Regions from separate parts of the Sus scrofa genome. Here region 2 is linked to region 1. The links are chromatin contacts, called in public HiChIP or PLAC-seq maps. All regions are on one chromosome and are shown on one strand. Each heading gives the region's core, a stretch centred on a gene start, on an enhancer-like site or on the middle of the called end of the contact. The rest is flanking DNA. Distances are from core to core; before and after follow the strand shown. Region 1 overlaps LOC106505999 (a long non-coding RNA gene). Region 2 holds the start of IRF2BP2 (interferon regulatory factor 2-binding protein 2).

Region 1 (7,823 bases), core at 1,514-4,013:
CTCTAATGCCTCCATGGCGTGTAACACTCATGTATTATGGGAATGAGTGACTTGCCGTGTGCCAGTTGCTCACCATCTCTGAGCCTTCTATAGAATAAATAAAATACCGCTGATCTGTACACAGCATGGCTGTGTACCCGCGTATGCATAACTGCGCGAAGATCTCGGAAATGCAGGCTCCAGCAACCATGCTCTGCAGTAAATGCCTTGTGCTCAGAGTGTTTCTTAGAAAAATTGAAAGGAGACTTTTCTGTCTGCAACAAAGGATATGGAAGATGGCTCAGAGAGGCTCTGAAGCTTGTGACAAATGCTATATATCTGAGCACCCAGCCCAGAGCCCAGCATGGGCTTTGATGCAAGTGGGAGGAATGTGGTGGGGTGCAGACAGCTCAGGAGAGGACCTGACAAAACCCTGACTCTCCTCTTCCAGGGCCCCGAGTGCTCCCCTGTAGGGTCTATTCAGGCCCCCAGCCCACAGTGCCAGCACGGGAACAGCCCCTCTCAGCCAGGCTCCCAGTGCTGCAGATGGAGCAGAGAGCTGGCTGCTTTTAATTAGAGGCGCTCCTTTCCTGTTTTCCATTGGCGGCCAGTTTCTGAGTTTCCTGTACCCTCTGCTGCTTCCCCAAAGCAATTTTTTTTTTTTTTTTAAGGATCCAAACTGTCTGGAAGAAGAAGGGAGAAAGCTATCATTATGTGAGCTGCGTAGTGGTTTCTGCTGGCTTCGAAGTCCTTTGGAGGTTGGCAAAGGCAGGCCTCCAGCATCCAGGCGTGGCCCACAGGCCTGGTGTGGGTCGTCTTCCCACTCTGTTGGCTCTGCTTGTGCATCCTGAGCACCTGCGGGGAGAACACAGCCCCACCGGGCTCTGATCCCAATCAGAACCCGCTCCCTCCTGTGACTTGCAGAGCCCATGTCCATTTAGAACACAGGGGCCTCTGGGAGGGTGCCGGATTTAGCAAATAAGAACAAAGGACACCCAGTTAAATGTGATCCTCGGATACACAGAGCATAACTTGAGTGTAAAATGTCCTACATATTGCATGGGCCGTACTTTTAAAGAAAATAACGTGTAGGACATATTGGCATTCCAAGAGTGATTTTTTTTTTTTTTTTGGTGGATCTGAAATTCACATCTAACTCCATGTCCCGTATTTTATCTGGCAGCTCTTCTGAGGTCCCCAGAGAGTCCCAGACCACAAACCCCAAAGTCCACTCTCCCCACGAGTGGGTTGTGTGGAATGTGTCCCATTCGGGAGAGATCAGCAAAACCAGGGGGGAGTGAGGGAAGACCGCCCTTGTGTCACAGGATAAAGAAGAGAGCGTTCTCAAATCTAAAGGCCTCCGCCGTATAGCCCTGGGAACTCTATCTAGTCACTTATGATGGAGCATGATAATGTGAGAAAAAGAATGTATACATGTATGTGTGATGGGGTCACCTTGCTGTGCAGTAGAAAACTGACAGAACGCTGTAAACCAGCTATGATGGAAAAAATAAGAATCCTTAAACATCCTAAAGGCCTCCACATCATATGTACCTAGGCTTGTTTGAGCCACCAAGGGAAAAAGGACAGAGATGAGTCTTGAGGACAAGCCTGGTCTTCGAAGAGGCCAGTGACTTGACCAAAGAAGAAGGAAGGATGCTGGCCAACTTTGGGAACCCAAGTCTTGGGCCAGTCGTCCCCAGCCCTTTGGTACCTCCGCTTTGAGGGTCCGCGTGGACGCCTGCGCTCTCCGTAAGCCCCGCTTGCCTCACATGGCTCATAGCCCTCCTCCTCACTTAGCTCCCCGTTAACTTTGAGAATGGTTTCCAAAGAGAACTCACAGACATCACAAGCAGAAAAGTCCGAATCTCTGCACTGGAGACTAGAAAGTTCTAGAAGATCAGCGGAGGAGAGTGGGCTCAGTCTCCACCCTCCCAGGTCCTCTTCTGGAGGAAGTAAGCAGCATCTGGAAGAAGGGAAATGACCAGAAAACCAGGCAGATAGGAGGGGTCAGCACAGAACAGAGCAGCCCCCAGGCGACCCTCAGGCCCGAGGGCCGGGCAGGAGGAAGAAGGTTCTCAGGAGGAAGAGCTGCTGATGTTTCTAATCGGTCGCCAGGACTCTGAGGCTCCCTATCGGGCTTCCCCTTATGGAAGTGATCACTAAGAGCGTGCTGGGCCTCGGGGTCCAGAAACCAGGCCTGACATTTTAAACCCTCCCCTTTAGGGTATTTCGGGCTTCCCCTTTTGTTCTCCTCTCCGATGTCCCACTTCAGGAGCCGAGGTCTAGGATTGCACGTGGTCGACAGGGAAGTGCAGCAGCGGGGGCTTTTCTGAGTGGTCCCCCACCGCACAGCTCCGGTTTCCTCTGGACATCAATTATGGGCTTTTACATAAGACGGCTAATGCGTTTTCAAAGCAGGCACATGTTTTGACAGTTTGGCTTTAGTTGAAATATAATTAAACTTTTCAAAAACAAGGGCTTTGAAACTCAATCTCCACACTGTTTACACGTGGGTTGTTTTTTCTCTCTCTCTTTTTTTTTTTTTTTTTTTTTTTCTTTTTTTCCTTTTTTCTTTCTTCCCCTGAAGAGTTGGGTTTTGACTTGCTGCAGTACAATGAAATCGTCCTTCACTTTCTGCACTCAAAACAAACCCCGGTCTCGGGCATTCAGCTTTTCTAGCGCTGCATAGCTGAGAGTGGAAAAAATAACATCTGAAACAGGATGGGCTTTTGATGCTGCGTCCTTATGACAGACACATTTGAAAACCACCGCTGGTGAGTCACGAGCATTCTATGCATACCCTCTCTGAGGAGCAGGAAGTGTGGGTATTTTAAACCCTGAGGCGGGGAGGAGTGTTCAGATGCATCTTCAGGCCCTTGGCCTGCAGTAGCCTGGCCAAGTGTAGCCCAGCCTTCTGCCAGCGTCTCTTTGTTCTTTTTGCCCTGGTTTTGCTTTTCTGCTAGCAAGCCAAGTCTGAGGAGCAGAGAGCTAGCGATTTCACAAAACCAACCAAAATTAAAAAAAAAAAAAAAAAAGCAGCCACAACCATCAGGGCCCGGTGGTGGGTAGGGGTGGTGGGGGCAGGCAGATGGGGCCCTGAGATGTCCTCAGGCGACTTGCTGGGGACCCAGCCCTGCGGCTCCGTGGACAACAAAGAAATAAAGAAGTACGCTCCCTGCCAGCACGACTTCTAACCCAAGTCTTTAGCTGCGGGCAGTGTTCTGACTCCTTTACTCCAAAGGCCAAAAGAACAAGGAAGAGGGAAAAATAAAGACACGGAATTGAACTGAAATGACTTTGGGTGAAAGATTTTTTTAGGAAAGAAGGACTTGGTGGAAATGAGCCAAGGGCTGCCATGAAAGAAGTTATAAATCCTAACCTTGTTTGGTAACGGAGCCCCAGAAAGGGGCACTCAGAGCTTTTGAGGATGGGGGGTGGTGGGAGGGAGTAGCCAAAGCGGGAGACTTCCGCTTCCTCTGAGAGGGAAGTCTTTTCCAGAACAGCAGCCTCTGAGACCGCTGGCGGGTGATAGGCAGTAGATTCCTGCAAGAATCCATTTTGCTCTGATGTTTTTGTTGTTCTTGACAGTTTTCTTAAAGAGGTGGAGTCATTCGGGAAGTGCAAGCCCAGCCTTTGGCCTCTTTAGTCCACAAAAGCATCCCAACCATGACATAGTATTTCTCTTGTCACAGAGGCCAGCCGCCTCCTGATCCTAAGGGAACCTCAGGATTTTGCCAGTGGAAGAAGATCCCCAAGTTGTAACAAGCAGCTCCAGAAGAGGTCAGACTGCTGGGAGCATCACGGAATCTTGGGGGTGGGGGTGGTTTATCAGGACGTGCATGCTCAGAATGGCAGCCTGAGAGGACTGGGAGTGTGTGCGTGTGTGTGTGGGGTGTCCAGGCCAAGCGCAGGCAATTTGAAGCATCTGGGATCTGTCACAGAGGCAATGCATGGGACACAAAAAGGACAAGCCCGTGGATTGTCTCCTGCCACTGCTGTAACAAATTACCAAAAACTCAGCCACTTCAACACCTTTTTTTTTTTTTTTTTTTTTTGGCTGCACTCATGGCATGCAGAAGTTCCCAGGCAGGGATGGAATCTGAGCTACAGCTGCAACCCAAGCCACAGCAGTGACAACGCCAGATCCTTAACCCTCTGAGCCACAGCAGGAACTCCCAAACAACACACTTTCATCACTTTACTACTCTGTAGGATAGATGTCTGATCAGGCCTCTCTTGGCTAAAATCCAGAGATGACAGGCTCCATCTCTCTGGGAGCCCTAGGGGAGAATCTGTGTCCTTCCCCTTCCAGCTTTTAGAGGCCACCTCTGTCCCTGGCTTTCGGCCTCCTTTCTCTTGGTACCTTTCTTCTGGTCTCTCATGTCTCCTTCGACCCTCCTCTTTTCCCCCCATCTTTCAATTTCAAGGACCCTTGCGATGATGTTGGGTCCACTTGGGAGAAGCCAGGAGGAGTCCCCTTCTTGAAGTCAGCTGATCGCAGCCTCACTCAACCTCAGCAACCCTTACCCTTCTTTGCCATGGAGCCTAGCATCTTCCCAGGTTTGGGGAGTGAGAATGGGGACATCTTTGGGGGCTGTTATTCTGGGATGGTCTGTGGGAACTTTGTGAGTCTCCCCTGGCAGGGGACCATTTCTCACTCCTAACAATGTAATTGATGGACGCACATTTACTATCTGCCTGGAGTGGTCCTGAGTACATGGTGTATATTTAACCTTCATGACAGTTCTGCGAGGAAGATGCTATTTCTCCCTCCACCCTACCAAGGAGGCAACTGTATAGTGAATGTCCATGGCATCCAGCCTCTGGCCCAGACTCCAGGGGCTCTAGATAAATACAGGGGCGTCACCTTCGGGATCCCCAGCACAAGCCAGCCTGACCTCTTGTTCCCCATAAGTCCTCCCGCAGATAGAAGGGGGGCTTCCTGTTATGGCAGAGGTCCTGCCCAGCAGGGAAGGGTGAGTTACAAAGTTCTGTTCATCTTGCTGGCCTCACACCATCCTCGTCCTGACCACGTGACGCTGAGTTTCCAGCGAAGACTATGGAAGAGCCAGAAACACCTGCACCCTTGTGTGCTTGGCTTTGGCCGTGACCATGGAAGCTGGTGACAGCCAATGCAAGGAAATCCCCCTGCTGCTGTTTGCCCCGAGTGGATAGGACCTTCAGTGGAGGAGAGGAAGCTGTCCTAAACTGGAATGTGGTAACATGGTCCCACCCTTCAGGGGACCCTGGAGTCATTTGGCCGAAGAGGGGGGTGTGTACGCTTACATGGAGAGGTTGCCCCCTCATTCATGTCCCCTCCTCAGCGTGGCCCTGTGACCCCCCTCTGCAGATGGCCCCTCTGCCCACCAACATCTGATGGATCTGCCCCAAATGACAGAAGGACAGTAGGGCTGGACACCCAGCTCCTTGACCTTTTTAGAACTTGGTCCAAGATGTAACGGCCGAGCCCCTGTTGGCAAGATGGACCCTAAACAGGAGAGAATTACAAGCCCACATGAAGGGCCCCGGGGAAGTCGGATGAGAGAACCTCCACCGCCAAGTTCCGCCGATTTCACAAGTTTGTTACCAACCCCACAAGTGTTCAGTTGCTTAAAAACGATTTAATTTTTGCAATCTCCCAGAGAGAGGGTGCCCCAAATGAAAACTGATGTTTGAAAAATAGAAGCAATGGGAGATGAAAGAAGGTTCTTCTCCAAGGAGGAAAACAAGCTGGGGGGTGGGGAGGCAGCGGGGGAAGGCATGCAGTCCAGTGTCCAAACAAAGAGAGCCCTTAGCACTAGCTCTTAAGCCATGAGCTGCTTGGGCGATGGAGGCAAGAACCCATTAAATTGCTAGCAGGGCCACCTTCTTGCAGCTCACCTGGGACTCTGTCATCAGAACTGGGGGTGGGAGTGGGGAGGGGGAGGCCCCCGTTGTGGGGGAGAAGGCAGGGAGCTTCGACCTCAGACAGGCCTGGGTTTGGGTGGGAGCTCAGTTGCTCACTTACCTCGTGGCTCTGACTCGACTGTGAAGGGAAGAAGATTGGCTGGGACTGGGCACCGTGGGGAGGCTGCGGTGAAACGGCTGTGCCGATCACAGCCAGGGCCCCTGGGACTTCCATCATGGCCCTTACGCTTCCCGTCATCTTTCACGTCAGTACTGCTGGCCTCAATCTTGTCATCAAGACAGCCTTCTTAAGGAAGAGGTCCTCTACAGGCCAGGACCCCATGACCTCATCCAGTTCTCACGAGGCCAGAGGGCAAAGGGACCGCCTGCATGAAGGTTTGGGTGCAAACACTCTGCCCAGCCCAGGAGCGGATTCAGCACCAGCATCCCCGGACACACGGCCCCAACTGAGGGCACAGCTGCGGTGTCTGTGTGACCTTGAGCCTGTCCCTCCCCTGCACCTTTCACACCACTGGACAAGCAGTGAGCAGGATGCAAGGGTTCATGTTTATCGCTGGGACCAGAGTGCCCAGAGGGGAGGTGCCCGCATCCTGGTGAGAAGGTCAGCACTGGTAGCCACGGAGAGGCCGCCATTGATGCACAGGTGCCGGGAGGTTTGTGCCAGGGCCACTCCTTTCCAACTGCTTTGCTTCTTTGAAACGCTGAGGGCACATAACCTGGCCCCACTTTTTTTTTTTTTTTAAACCTGGCTCCACATTTTGCAGCTGGGCACCAGCAGGCTGTGTTCACAGAGTCACTTTTGACATCTTCCAGTTGCCTGGCTGCCTGACATCATGCCAGTCACCCGGGCTTCCCCAGCACCAGCCCAACACCCAGGCAGTTCTGGTTGTTTTCCAAAGGGATGTCCCCACCCTGTAGGGGTGGCCACAGTCAGCTGAGCCGTGGGCTCCGGGGGGCGGGCTCGGCAGCGGTGGCTGCACATGGTTCCTAAAGGGTAGGGAAACCAGGGGGCTCCGGGTCTCTGGAGAGGAACCGAGGCACTTCCCAGGTGGAGCGCTAGGCATGCTGACTTTCCATTCAGGCAGCAGTAAGATGGCTGCAGGGAGGCACGATTTAGGCTGTGGTCAATAACACGGAGCATCACCCAATTCTTCAAGCAGTTGCAAACCATATGTGGCTGTAAGGGTCTCAGGAATCTGTTTCTGTTTACTAAGTGCTCTCCCCAGGGTGGAGGGGCAGGGGCGTGGGTTAAGATGCTACATTCACCCCCAGGTATGGGGGGTACATAAACTTGGGTGATGCCCCTCAGTTCCAGAAAAGGAAGAGAGCACGGTACACACACCCTGTAGGCCAATCAGCCTGCCTGGCCATTGAGAATCTGATGACTTCAAATATCAAACCGTTTTGTGCAGAGTGGAGACCAAGAGAAAGAGGAGCCACCTGGACAGTGGCGAGAGCAAGCATGGTACCCAGATTTGTTTTAAGAGCTTGATGTGTGTTAACTTGTCTTATCTTCATAACAACACTCCAAGGTAAGTGCTATCTTTTCTTCTTTTTTTGTTTTTTGGGCCACACGTACAGCATGCAGAAGTTCCCAGGCTAGGGTTCAAATTGGAAGTGCACCTGCCTGCTTACACCACAGCCGCAGCAACCCAGGATTTGAGTATGTCTGCGACCTACACCACAGCTCACAGCAATGCTGGATCCTTAACCCACTGAGTGAGGCCAGGGATCGAACCCCTATCCTCATGGATACTAGTCGATTCGTTTCCACTGAGCCACAGTGGGAACTTCGGTAAGTGCTATCTGACCTCTGCTTTATAATGAGGAAACTGAGGCTGGTTAGAGAACACACCCAAGGTGACACAGCTCATGAGTGATGCCGCTGGGTTGGGAACACTTAAGGTGGTCCATAGTGGGAACACTTCTGACTT
Region 2 (7,823 bases), core at 2,421-4,920, 140 kb before region 1:
TATTTCAAACACATATAAGAAGGAAATTACAGGTTTCCTCCACCCCCATTTGGGCTGTCACTGCTGTGCCCAAGGCAGTGCTGGCAGCACCACGCGCTGTTACTGACATGGTACCATACTGTATTTAGCATTCACTAGAAAACAGGGTGGAGGTTAGAGTATCAACGGCAATAACACTAAATGATTTAAAAAAAAAACAAAAAAAAAAACAAAACACAAAACAGAAATGAAACCAATCCCACAATCTCCAAGTTCACCTGGACTGTAACTTCTCTTCAGACTCTTTTCAAAGGAAACAGTAACAGCAACAACAGACAGAGCTCCAGGGTGTTTCAAAAGATCAAGTGGCGCTGCAGAGCCAGGCTCTGTTCAAAGATGGCAGTGCCATCTTGTACACACCACCAGTCATTATCACTGCCTTGAGTCACTGGATTGTGTATTATGTAACCAACTAGCATGCAGCATTGTAATCTTACAACTGATCACGTGGGCAGTGAACAGTGGTCAACTTTGCCTTAAAAAAAAAAGTCCCCCCAAAACCACACAGTCCTGAAAATCTCTCAGCAGCAACTCTCAGGCAGTCCTCAACAGCCCAACAACTGAACTTTAAGAACAAAATCGAGAAAGATTCGAAATCCATGTCCTATTACTCTTAGGAGAATGTTTGAGGGGAAACATGGTGACATTTCCCAGTGGCATGTCCACTTCACAACAGTACCCCTTCCGCTCATTTCCTTTCCTTCTCCACCAATTGGCCTCCAGCCTGAGAAAGGGGCCAGCAATAAGGAATAACAGACGGTAAGGCAATCTTACAATGTCAGAAAATGTATTTGGCTTTTTTTTTTCTTTTTAAAATAAGTGCATACAAATACAGCTAGAAGCAGTTCTGATTTGCCAAGTGCCCTAAAAAAGCAGCGCAAGTCACAGCCTACATTGAAAGGTAACCAGGATAAAGCACAAAGATATGCTAATAACGTTAACAAAAGAAGAAAATGCCTTTATAAGTACATACCTTTTGTCGTCAAAAAAAAAATAGAAACACAATGTATTCAAAAAAAATCAAAATTATACAGCCATGTTTATGAAGTCTACATTTCCCTTGTCTTGGATATATATATATATATGTGTGTATATATATATATATATTTATATATATGGAGATATATACAATTCAAGCAGTTTTAGTTAAGGGTAATCATTGGGTTTTTCTCAAACCGGAAAGTCAAGAGTCTCTCTCTTTTTTCACTTTCACATCTCCAGCAAGGATGGTTGCAATTTCCCCTTGCATGAAGGCCCAGGGGACATTGGAGCCCACAAGAGGGCATTTTTCCCCACTGGGACAATAGACCTCTCCACTAGCTCCCTGCTGTTTGATGCTTTGTCTGGAGCAAGGGAAGCAGAACTTGTGCGAAGGAACGGACGGGCACTGCACAAAGTGGGTGTCCTCCAGCCGCTCGTGGCAGAGGGTGCAGCACAGCGGGGCACTGGCTGCCAGAGAGGAGTCCGGGAGGCTGGCGGGGTGCACTGGCTCCAGTCCTCCTGTGCTGCCTGCCCCCTGGCCCCCTACCTCTCTGGGGCCCAGCCTTCTTTGGTTCATAGAGGACGGAGACGGTGGACTGCTGCTGTTCCTCCTCGTGGTGGAGTGCACCTGATTGGCATCTTTAGAGGCATGACTGCCTCCAGCATTGTCTGCAACTAAGATCAGGGCTGCCATGGGGGACTGGCCGTTCTGGGCCGCTTCAGGCGGTGTGGTCCGGTTGGAATGAGGTGAGGCAGTGGGTGGTGGTGGAGACACAAAAGAGGATGTAGGCGTAATGGGGATCTTGAGCCCTTCAGTGGATGTGGACAGCCAGGGCTGTGCCTCTCCATTGATCTTAGGGGGCCCGACTTCACCTTCTGGTTCTGGTGAAGGCTTCCTTTTCCTTGCAGTTCTTGCAACTGGAAAAAGAGAAATAAAAGGGAAAAGAGAAAATAAATAAAGGTGCACCGGAAAGGCCTTTTACTAACATGAAACAAAATTCGCTAAAGCATTTTTATTCTCTGAAAGCTGGTAGATAAAAACTCACGTGAGCTTTCAAGAGCACGTGTAACTTAAAACACTTAACTTACAGGGCTGAGGCAGTATGCCACTCAAAAACACAAAAGCCACAGAAAACGATTCCTACACAACGGCCTATTCTGACACACGCAAGCATGTAGCCCGGCTAAACCGGGCATACGACTGCTAACGTCCCCCAGCAGGTTAAAAGGTGACTGGTGCTCTCCTGCTCTCCTCCAAGAATGTGCTGGGAAAGGAAAACCCGGTGTCAGTGCCTATCAGCCCGGTCTGACTCATCTCTGTTGTGCTACTTCAGCACAGGAACACGTTGCCACTAAGCACTGGTTCCGCCTCGGGCAAATCAGGAAGTTGGGTGTTTGTTGTTTCTGGGCCGGCCGGGGGAGAAATGGTGAATGGGAAGGGCACCCCCTCCTCTGCTCTCCGTCCCCTCTTCGCCCCGAGATCACCTCACTCCACAGCCGCCCCTACCTGCTTTAGACCCGTTGGCCCCGTTGGCCTCGAAACCCAACAACCTGCCTGCAGTCAGGGCCGGCTCCTTCTTAAACTTGCTCTCGAAGGGCCCCGAGTGGCCGTGCTGGTGCAGCGCCAGCAGCGTGTCTCGAACCGTCTTGGGCCTGTTGACCCAGTCCTGATCGCCGGGCCCGCGGCCCTTGCCCGCGCCCTCCGTGCCCAGCTCGGCCGCCCCGGCCGCGGTGGTCAAGCTGTCTGCCGGGCCGCGGTGCGAGGTCGGCGGCGGCTGCTTCTCCTTGGCTGCCGCCTCGCGCTGCTCGTGCTCCGCCGACGCGCTGCTCGTCACGGACGCCGGCCGCTTGTGGGCGCCCAGTTCGGCCGGCTGCGCCGAGCCCAGCCCGGCAGCCGCGGCCCCGGACACGGCGGCCAGTGAGGCGGCGGCGCGACCGCCCAGGCCAAGAGCGGCGGGCAGCGGCGTGGTCGAGCCGTTCATGAGCGGCACCAGGGTGGGAGGCACGGCGTGGCCGCGCCGCGGGTTAGGGCTCTGGCGGTTCAGCTCCGGCGGCTCCTCCAGCTTGGAGAAGCCGTTGGGCACCAGGATGCCGTTCACGGGCGGCGGCTGCGGCGTTGGCGGCTGGGCCAGACCGGCCGCCGGGCGGCTACCGCTGAAATCGGAGCCGAGGCGCGGGGGCCGCTCGGCTGCGGCGGCTGCCAGAGGGTAGCGCTCCAGGGCCTGCGGGGCGCGCGCGGTGGCCTCGGGGCCGCCGTGGCCGAGCTGCTGCTGCTGCTGCAGGAGAAGGTCCTTGGCGGAGAGCGGCGGCGGCTTAGCGGCGGCCGGAGCCGCGGCGCCGGGCGGGGAGCGGCCCTCCGGGAAGCAGCCGTGCGCCCGCTTGAGCTGCCGCGCCGTCTCGATGACGAACTCGACGCGGTCGGCGCCCTCGTAGTTGACGCAGCCGCGGCACACGGGCTCCGTGAAGTCCCAGATCATGGCCCAGGGCATGCGGGGCAGGTCACACAGGTAGCACGACTGCCGCCGGGACGCGGCCGCCACCGCCACCGCCGCGGCCATGTCCGAGGAGCCCGCGGCGCCGGAGGAGGAGGAGGGGGCGCCGCCGCTCCCCGCCGGCACCACGCGCGCCCTCCTCCCCCCCCAACCCCGCGTCTCCCCCACCAGCGGCGGCGGCGGCCGCAAAGGCGGCGGCGGCGGCAAAGCCCGCGAAGGATCGGCGCCCGCGCAGCGCCCCCGGTGCACGAGGGGCGGCGGGCGCGGGGCGAGGGGTTGCAGCCGCGGCAGCACGTCCCCCCGGCCGGCGCGGGCGCGGGTGGGCGGCGGGGCGGCGCGGCGCGGCGGGCGCGGCGGCGGCGGCGGCGGCGGGGGCTCGGCCGGGGCCGCGGCGGGCCTCCAGACCGGGGCGAAGACGGGCCGCGCGGGCGCGGGGGAGCGCAGCAGGTCGCGGCGGCGGCCGGCGCGGAGTGCGGGGCGGGGGGCGGGGAGGCCGGGGGGGCGGGGGGCGGGGGGCGGCCGCCGGGGCAGGCTCAGCCCGAGCGGCGGGGCATGCCGCGCCGGGGCGGCGGCGGCGGCGGCCGTGCGGCGTGGAGCTCGGGCGCGGCACGGGCCCGGGTCGCTCCGCTGCTCTCTCACAGCTCCTGGCGTCGCCGCTCTCCAGCGCCCGCCTCAGCGCCCAGCCCGCCTCAGCTCCGCCGCCGCCGTCGCTGCTGCTGCTGCCGCCGCGGCCGCTCCACTTCTACAGACTTGATTCTTCGACAGCCTCGCAAGGCGCCTGCGCGGGCCCCCTCCCCTCGCGCGCGCGCGCCCGCCCTCCCCCGCTCCCTCCCCCTCCCCCCGCCAGAGAACGAGCGCTGCCGGGAGAGCCGGCTCCGCGGCGCCCGCCCGCGGGTCAGCACCACCCGCCTGCGCCGCGGCTCGTGTCCCCGACGTGAAGCCGTCGCTGGTGTGGCTTGCTTTCCTCCACCCGCTCGGCTCCCTCGACTGCTCAGGCAGTTCCTTCTCGTCTAGGGCTGTTTGAGCCAAACCGTGCTAGAACTCATGTTTTGAAAAGCCAGGCCACTCTGTAACCTGGTTCTGTTAGTAGCATCTTGAGGATGGGGATTTTCAGTCAAGTGCTGTTCACAGTTTTGTAAGGAGCTTTATTTGAACTCCTCGGTGAGTGCTTTTACACCCGCATGTCTTGGGAAGGACACACGCGCCGCCGGTCCCCTAAACTTTTACAACAGGAGGGTGCGCGCCCAAGCCTAGGGCCGCGTCCACCCGCCCTTCTACGGAGCCCTTCCGGGAGCGAGCGGGTACGCTGCCCGAGGAGGTTCCGATCCCCCTCTTCCCCAGTCCGCAGCCCGCCGGGCCACGCGGGGATCCCGGTCGCCTGCTGCAGGCCCGCGCGGCGGGCGCGTGACGTGGGCGCGGGGCCGCGTGCGCCGCCACCGAGTGCGCACGCTCCGCGCGGACGTGACTCGGCGCCGCTGGCACTGGCGGCCCCATTGAACGAATGCACATTCCAGGGATCCGGGGTCAGCGGCCAACGCGGCCGCGTCACCGCGCAGGCTCCGCCCCCGCCGCGACTCTGCTCCAGACCCCGCCTCTCGGAGCCAAACTTGGACTCCAGGTGGCGCGCGGCGCGGGCACGAGCGGCAGCGGGGCTTGGCCCGCGCCCGCCGTGGGGGCGAGCGACCGGCTACCCCGCTGGCTGCTCTGGCGTCCCCGGCGCCGCGGTGGGGCAGTGGCAGCCTTGCGCCCCTGGCAAGGCCCGGGTTGGGCTTAACCCCGGTGGGTGCGAACCCGCCTGGCGCGAAGGCGAGATGTGGCCGCAGAGCCTGGCCGCGCTCTGCCACTGTAGGCCGCCACAGACTCTGCCCAGACTGAAATGAGCACTTGAGTTTCACACTTTTATCGGGAGGAGGAGCTGGCGTGTGTTATGGTAAATTACTTTTGGCTGGTCGTTAGTCTTAACTGACTAATAGACGCTGGCTTAGTCACTCGCAGTTGGGACTTTTACACTTCAAGTCTGTAAGGGCGGCCTTGGGAGCTTCCTTTGTTGGAAAACAGGCCCACATCTCTCCCTGATACTGGAATGAGCTGGTTAAGTGTGGGAAGAACAGGGTACTAATTATATTATCTTCCCTACAACTGGATTGGTAGGTGGAGAGAGAAGAAAAATCCTGCTGACGTTTCTTTTCTAGTTGTTGCTATTGAAAATGCCAGGTTGCTTCAAAGGATTAACCACAAGGAAGAGGAAAAACACCCTTAGAGAAACAGTGGAGGGAGCTGCTTAAAGCACAAGAAAAAACCTGTCTGAAAATGGCACAGAAAACGTAATGCCAGACTTAAATGTTTTTATAGGCGAACCCTGAATGTCTTCTCTTGGGGATTTCCAGAGAGGGTGCGCCTGCCATAAAGGTCTCCCCATCTGTTCCCGGATCTTGCCCTGCAATTATAGTCCTGCCTCACCCTCTCCTGCTTGGAAAAATAGGACCCTGATTTTTTTTCTCCCAAGCAGCTGGTGCCAGCGGATTGGGTCATTCCTGGTCCCTGGTGTCCCACACCTCTTTCAAGACCTGCCACTCTCCTGGGAGACCCTGTGCCACTCATTCTAGCACGTGACTTGATCCCACTAGGCCACTGCCATAGGGGATGAGGCCCAGTCTCTGTGCTGCAGAGAGATGAGCCATCTCACCCCTAAGAAATGGCCCCACTAGGAGTGACTGAAAGATTAAAAGAAAACAACTTGGGGTTAGAGTCATGGCCTAATTATACTCATGTACCTGCCAGGGCACTGTAATATCCTCATGGGCAGGCCTGTGGCTCCATCCCAAAATAGAAATACCGAGATCCAAATTCTGCCCTGAGAGGTATTCAGTGAGGATTTTTGTAGAACAGAGCTTTTCTTCTCCAGATGGAGAGTGTTTCCTTTTTATTTTACACTGCCAGTTTAATGTTGAAACTGAGTTGTTGTAACTTCCCTTAATGAAATGCCCGCTGGAAAATGGAAAGCCTATTTTAGTTCTGGTTTCTCTTGCCATAAAAGGATCCAGGATCAAGAGGGTTAAGGCTGGCCCTGGATCCAGGGCAGCAATTCCTTATATTGTATCTGAAGTCTTTCATGCTGCCTGGCCTTTCATGTAGCTCTGAAGCAGCTTTATCGATGTATGCTAAGTAAACATAGCTTTGTTTTCGTCTTCCACCCACCGCCCTCCCTCCCGGCACAGACTGGAGCTGGATCCCTTCCAAAGCGGCTGCTGCAGCAGTTAGAGCCGCCTCCTCCACACACAGGAGCAGGGTTTCTAGGGTGAGGCAATGCGTCTGCAATTCGCAGAGACAAGGCAGGAATTGTAATTGTAGTTCATCATGTGATGACTTATGAAAGAGGAAGTTGGTATGTTTTAGTCACGTAGACTCTGCCCTTCTGCTTAAAAGGCTCTCCCGGTCCTCTCAAAAGAGAATTATGATCATCTTGGCCACTTGGAGTCAAGGTTACAGGGTTGGCTGCAGTCTGCTCCTACACAACCGCATGTGGACAGGCAGGCGGATGCTGGCTAAAGTGTTGGTGGGGCAGTGGGTTGAGGCTGGCTTTTAACCAGAACGCTCAAATGCTGCAGTTTGTCTTAAGAACCAAAAGAGATATCCTATGGGGAAGCAACAATCTTTTCCAGCTCTAATTGCTGAGATTAAAAAAAGAAAAGAAAAGTAAATCCCAGTGCAGGAGCAAAAGGAAAGCCATTCAATGTGACACTGTCAAAAGCTGGAGTAAGAGAAGTGATTGGAAGGTGAACCAAAGGGAGCAGTTCTAAACAGTAGCTCAATGGGTAGAACAATTCTGCCCCCGACACTGAGATTTACATGAGTCTCTGCTGTGTGAGCCTTAAACATCTAAAATCTGAATCTGGTCCCTGGAGCTCATTCCAGAGGAGATGCTTGTTAACACGCCACAGCCCTGTCCTGGCAGTCCCTAGAGCAGTGTAAGGAAATGGTTCCTGCCAGAGGATCCTGTTGGAACCCCACCTGCAGCTGAGGGAGGGCTGCAACCCCATGCCCCCAGCAACGTGTGGGTGCCCTCTAGGAGGTGGTGTTCCTGGGGACTGCTGAGTTCATGCATGTCACCCTATAGCCCCACTTGGAATCGCAGCCTTCATTCTTTAGAGCGCATTTTCTATTAATAGCATGATGTTGCAGCCATACTACTGCTTCTTAAATTCTGACCCTGGCATATTTGAAGGAGAAAAAACTACAGCCACATGTCATCTGAATTTCTGTGGCTACCATCCTGGGCTCCTTGTACTTGGGCAGAAGTATCATGAGACT

What was found. HiChIP or PLAC-seq counts read pairs in DNA pulled down with a chosen protein or histone mark.
Region 2: an H3K27ac HiChIP or PLAC-seq map of alveolar macrophages shows a contact between it and region 1, with 4 times the contacts expected there. The contact joins the promoter of IRF2BP2 here to the enhancer-like site in region 1. A contact is called at or near these places in 9 of 47 Hi-C or Micro-C datasets (alveolar macrophages, blood, brain and 4 more) and 2 of 2 datasets of contacts at active chromatin or transcription factors (alveolar macrophages and skeletal muscle).

The regions. Positions count from the first base shown.
Region 1 is chr14:56,397,616-56,405,438 of Sscrofa11.1, reverse strand. LOC106505999 (a long non-coding RNA gene) reads left to right here. Exons shown (of 3, transcript XR_002338582.1): 1 at 1-2,756; 2 at 3,675-3,762; 3 at 7,302-7,531. Among named protein-coding and RNA genes, the nearest start is that of IRF2BP2, 140 kb to the left of the region's middle. Within about 2 kb of position 2,763, at least 53 of the 83 cell types and tissues checked have an H3K27ac peak or open chromatin away from gene starts, as enhancers often do. A contact at or near this core is called in alveolar macrophages, brain, embryonic fibroblasts and 3 more, where this site is marked.
Region 2 is chr14:56,541,639-56,549,461 of Sscrofa11.1, reverse strand. IRF2BP2 (interferon regulatory factor 2-binding protein 2) reads right to left here and starts at 3,670. Exons shown (of 2, transcript XM_021074288.1): 1 at 2,576-3,670; 2 at 1-1,938. The coding sequence starts at 3,578. The coding sequence ends at 1,223. LOC110256820 reads left to right here and starts at 3,577. Exons shown (of 2, transcript XM_021073692.1): 1 at 3,577-3,982; 2 at 4,044-4,450. The coding sequence starts at 3,577. The coding sequence ends at 4,450.